Linked DNA regions of Sus scrofa: region 2 is linked to region 1. The links are chromatin contacts, called in public HiChIP or PLAC-seq maps. All regions are on one chromosome and are shown on one strand. Each heading gives the region's core, a stretch centred on a gene start, on an enhancer-like site or on the middle of the called end of the contact. The rest is flanking DNA. Distances are from core to core; before and after follow the strand shown. Region 1 overlaps CAT (catalase). Region 2 has its middle 14 kb from the start of ABTB2.

The links. HiChIP or PLAC-seq counts read pairs in DNA pulled down with a chosen protein or histone mark.
Region 2: a contact with region 1 is called in an H3K27ac HiChIP or PLAC-seq map of alveolar macrophages. The contact joins two enhancer-like sites. A contact is called at or near these places in 2 of 5 promoter capture datasets (fetal liver and skeletal muscle), 30 of 47 Hi-C or Micro-C datasets (adipose tissue, alveolar macrophages, blood and 16 more) and 2 of 2 datasets of contacts at active chromatin or transcription factors (alveolar macrophages and skeletal muscle).

The regions. Positions count from the first base shown.
Region 1 is chr2:26,494,569-26,497,268 of Sscrofa11.1, forward strand. It overlaps CAT (catalase), which reads right to left. Exons shown (of 13, transcript NM_214301.2): 11 at 2,230-2,337; 12 at 409-492. Among named protein-coding and RNA genes, the nearest start is that of CAT, 38 kb to the right of the region's middle. Within about 2 kb of position 1,268, at least 4 of the 83 cell types and tissues checked have an H3K27ac peak or open chromatin away from gene starts, as enhancers often do. A contact at or near this core is called in alveolar macrophages, where this site is marked.
Region 2 is chr2:26,564,431-26,567,130 of Sscrofa11.1, forward strand. No RefSeq gene overlaps it. Among named protein-coding and RNA genes, the nearest start is that of ABTB2, 14 kb to the right of the region's middle. Within about 2 kb of position 1,346, at least 10 of the 83 cell types and tissues checked have an H3K27ac peak or open chromatin away from gene starts, as enhancers often do. A contact at or near this core is called in alveolar macrophages, where this site is marked.

The DNA of each region.
Region 1 (2,700 bases), core at 18-2,517:
ACGAGATTCTGAACAGTGGCTTAAGAATTGGAAGAGGAGTTCCCGTCGTGGTGCAGTGGTTAATGAATCTGACTGGGAACTATGAGGTTGCGGGTTGGGTCCCTGCCCTTGCTCAGTGGGTTAACGATCCGGAGTTGCCCTGAGCTGTGGTGTAGGTTGCAGACATGGCTCGGATCCCGCGTTGCTGTGGCTCTAGTGTAGGCCAGTGGCTACAGCTCCGATTGGACCCCTAGCCTGGGAACCTCCATATGCCGCGGGAGCGGCCCAAGAAATAGCAAAAAGACAAAAAAAAAAAAAAAAAAAAAAGAATTGGAAGAGTTGTCCCTGAAGAGAATCAACATAACAGGAAGCCCAGTGTGCGGATCCAGACATGCCTTCCCCGGCACAGCTGAGCTGCTCAGGGCTCACCTTTGGTTTCTCAGCATTGTATTTGTCCAGAAGAGCCTGAATGCGGGCCCCATAGTCCGGATGGACGTCACTGAAGTTCTTGACCTGAAACCAAATGAAAATATTGTAAACATCCCCCCAGCCCCCTCCTAGGCCAGTCCCCAGGGTCTGCTTCACAGCGGTCACTCCACAGGTACAGAAGGACACTTCCACCGAACACAGAGCCACAGGATTTACCAATGGAGTAAAGACGTGCAGGGTCTGGAGAAAACCCGGACATATCTTGGCTGGGCGACCTTGGAGAAGCCGTTCAGCAGAGCTTCAATATCCACTCCCCATAAAATAAGTGAGATAATTCAACCTGTCTCATACTGTCCGATATCCACCCTCCATAAACATGAGACCGTTAAATCCACCTCAAAGAGTATTGTGAGAAAAACACCTTATGAGGTGAGCTGTACGGATGGCATATAAAGAGCCAACCTCAGAGTAACTCAACAAATTTTAGTGATTTGTATTAAGAAACACGCCCAGATACTGCCTGAATTTAAAGTGAGCAATCAAACACTGGCCCCTGCTGGGTAACCTCACATACTTTTATTTCCTGTCTCTTCTGGGGCCACACCAGCAGCACATGGAGATTCCCAGGCTAGGGGTCTAATCGGAGCTGTAGCTGCTGGCGACAGCCACAGCCACAGCAATGCCAGAGCCAAGCCGCATCTGCAACTTACACCACAGCTCCTGGTAACGCCGGATCCTTAACCCACTGAGCGAGGCCAGGGATCGAACCCGCAGCCTCATGGTTCCTACTTGGATCCGTTTCCACTGTGCCATAGAGGGACCTCCCAACTTCACATACTTTAAGCAAGAATTCCTGACCAAGCAGACAGCAGGAGGTGAGTCATCAAGAATCTGCAGGAGGCCTTGCAACCACAGTACATGTGAGAGGATAAGAAGGTCAAGGGTTTGAGCCCAGTTCTGCTACTTACAAACTGTCTTATTCTCATCAAAGACGAAAAAAATCCGCCCCATCTACCTCGCAGTGCAACAGTCAGGCTCTCTGCCCAAGACAGCAAGAAGTACAAGTGGGCACCTGCCATACACACACTCGTGAAAGACAGTTAGAGACACAGAATTTTGCCTGCTGGAATTTTGCCTGCTGGTACTTGTCTCCAGGCCTCAGAACTCATCCCAGCAGCTACCTCTCTGATCAAAGCAGCAACCAAGACACAAGGAAATAGCTGGTCCCTAAGTTTACAAGAGGCAGACTCCTGTGGCAGGTCTGAAGACCACTGTGAGTACAAAGCACAATGAGCTACCATCAGAAATCCCCTGGCACCTCAGCACAAAAGGTCAGCATGAGTTTTGGAAGCAGCTTAGCCCTTTTCCCAGAAAACGTGCACGTTTCTAGTTGCTTCTGAAGGAGGGTCAGGTATTGTAACATAAAAGGTCAGGCAGACCTCAAACCATAAAAATTATTTCTTATTATCTCAAATCTAAGCAAAATTGTGGCAGGACTCACATTTTGATATTGGACAATATTGTCCTACATAGAATTTGACGGCAGTCGAATTGAACAGCATAGAAGACAACGGACCCTAAACGCCACTAAATTACCACATATTAGACCAAACTAAGGGTCAATGGCTATGGCATATCCACTGGAGATAGAACACAGAGAGGAAAGAATCAAAGGTTGATTGAGGATTCATACTAATTTTTTAAGTCTGTTAGGCTCAAGTAAAAAAAATGACATTTTCCCTTTGCAGGGTTCTCTCACATAGCTGCATTCTCTTCTCCTGCCAGCAGGTGCCACCCTTTAGCTGACAGAGTAGCACTCACCGCTTTCTTCTGGATGAACAGTTGTGCGTCTTTCAGATGACCCGCAATGTTCTCACACAGGCGTTTCCTCTCCTCCTCATTCAGTACGTTCAAATAGAAAGTCCGCACCTGTTCAATAAAAATGGGCACAGTGCAGAGAATCAAATAACCACTTCATCACAAACAAAACTCACCCCAAATGTCACTTTTGAAAGAGAGATGTGAGATTTCTTGTTGGTATAACAAGAATGAATAATTTAAAATGACAGTTGAAACTGTCACATGTTGAGTTCCTTACTTTTCGTTTTATTTCATTTTAAGTAAAACAGGGAGATGATAGCTCAAAACTTCTTTTTAGTAATGTTCTTTGTGGTCACAGCTTATGAATCTCTTATAAATAGAAGGTCGTGCACCTACAATTAAAAGTGCCACCACACCTTACTACGGACAAGTGGAGAATGTGCAGGCTGTCATCAGATGTAAGCTCAGCAC
Region 2 (2,700 bases), core at 96-2,595, 70 kb after region 1:
TGTATGACACCATAATGGTGGATACATGTCGTTACACATCTGTCCAAACCATAGAAGCTACGATATCACAGTGAACCGTAATGGAAACCATGGACTCTGGGGGATAATGATGTGTCAAGTTCATCAGTTCCAACAAATGGACCACTGTGGTGAAGGTCGTTGTTAATGGGGGAGGCTATATGTACATAGGAGACAGAGTCGATGGGAAATCTCTGTACCTTCCTTTCAGTTTTACTAAAACAGCTCTAAAAAAGAAAAAAAAAAAATGACAGCCTTCCTAATCAGTATCCTTACACCAAATGTTCCTGAAGAATATCAGAGAACAGGTTGTAATAGGACTTCCCTGTGGCCTAGCAGATAAGGATCCAGCATTGTCACTGCTGTGGCATGGGTTTGACCTTGGGAACTTCTGCATGACACAGGTGCAGCAAGAAAGAAAGGAAGAAATAAAGAAAGAAAAAGAGAAAGAGAGGGAGGGAAAGGAAGGAAGAAAGAGAGGGAGGGAGAGGGGGAAAGAAAGAAAGGAAGAAAGAGAGAAAGAGGGAGTTCCTGTCGTGGCTCAGTGGAAATGAATCTGACTAGTGTCTGTGGGGACACAGGTTCACATCCCTGGCCTTGCTCAGTGGGTTAAGGATCCGGCATTGCCGTGAGCTGTGGTGTAGGTTGCAGATGTGGCTCTGATCTGGCTCTGGCATTGCTATGGCTACGGCGTAGGCCAGTGGCTAGAGCTCTGATTCAACCCCTAGTCTGGGAACCTCCACTTGCCTCAGGTGCAGCCCTAAAAAAAAAAAAAAAAAAAAAAAAAAAAAAAAGAAGGGAGAGAGAAAGAAAGAAAACAGATTGTGACAAACTCACATATGAGAGGCTGAGTCAAATGGCATTTACTCTTGTCATTAAAATGCCAGAACGGACACTAAGACTGTCGCAATCTGAGTCATCACCTTATAAATTGTCATTAAACAGTAAACAAGAATAAAGAATATTGATTCTGTTTCATCTGCCCCCATGTGGACAGCTTCCTTGTGAGGTTGTAATGAAGTCGTAAGGCAATGGGAAGAGCTACTTCATTCAGTTATGTTTCAATTGTTGACTAAGTGCTTGGGGTTACTTCTCCTAGTCGCTGGCCTAAAGGACATATCTTTTTGCAATCCTGATTCCTTTCTAGCTAATCTATCTGATTTTTAATCTCCTTTGCTTAAGAGAGAAAAAGTGTTTTAAATGTCCTAAATCATAGTTTTTTGTGAGTATATACAAATCCTTTGCCAAGGATTTACAAGCAAAATGTGTGTAGCCCTACAAGGAGCTAGAACTTTCTGGTTTTGAGCAATGTGTGTTGCATAATTCAGTGTAATTCAGCTGAGTTTAATGCAACAGCTATTGACTGAATGCCTATTGTAGATTTAAACTGTGCTCAGAATGGGGAAAAGGTGTGGAGCAAGAAATATAAATCCGTTCTTATCTTCAAGGAAGAGTCGATGTAGTTAGAAAGAAAAGACATATGCCTGTGACACAATTCGGTCATGTTGCTGGGCATATGGGATAAATGTCATTCATTCATTCACTTGAATGCTTTCTTTGGTCTTGTGCTAAGTAGGAAGTGGGGATTGACTGTTAAAGGAAGGCACAGCACCTGCCTTCGAGGTGCTGATGGTAAAATGGAAAAATCTGACAAGCAAACAAGAGTTACACAGCTGCAATGAGGGATGCTTACAGCAGAATCGGGATCAAAGGGTAGGTGGCGGTCTGGAGGGTTATGGAAACTTCATGGAGGAGATGGCTCCAGGAAGCCCCAACAAAAAGAACTTGGCGATCTCGGGAGAAATGGCTAAGCCAGGTCTGCAGGAGGGAAAGAACGAGGCGAGCCTGGGGGTAAGGGCATAAAGTTTGTTCATTAGGTGCCTCTAACAAAGGACACTGCTTTAAGAACAGTCATGTATGGAATTCCCTATGTGGCGCAGTGGAAATGAATCCAACCAAGAACCATGAGGTTTTGGGTTTGATCCCTGGCCTTGCTCAGTGGGTTAAGGATCCTGTGTTGCTGTGAGCTGTGGTGTAGGTCGAAGACATGGCTCGGATCTGGCGTTACTGTGGCTGTGCCGTAGGTCAGCAACTGTAGCTCCAATTCCACCCCTAGCCTGGGAACTTCCATATGCTGCAGGTGTGGCCCTAAAAAGCAAAAACACACCAAAAAACCAAAAAAAACCAAACCAAACAAACAAAAAGCAGAGTTGATATCTAATAGAAACTTTAAAAACATTTTTTTTTGCTTGGGGAGGGTGATGATTTAAAAATGAAAACTCATGCACAAGAAAAGTAATTATTAGAGAGTTACTGCCTTCAATAGTCTATAGATAACCCCGAGATAAAAGTTTGGGTGCACTGGCTTCAATTCACAAATTAAGAAAGACTCAGAGTTCCCGAGCCAGGGGTCGAGCCACAGCCACTGTAGAAGCAATGCTGAGGCGTTATGTTGTGAGCCACACGGGAAGTCCTTGATAAGAAAAAAAAAAAAAAAAAAAAAAAAAAAAAGACATAGTAATATTCATACTGATAACAAGGTGATTTTCACAACAGAGGGGAAACTAATACCTAGTGAAGTGTAGCCTCTACCTCATAACCTAAGTAGAGCCTACGTTTGCAGGTGTCTTCTTGGTATCAGGGGCTGTATTGTGTGACTCTGGGGGAATATTTCTTAATGTG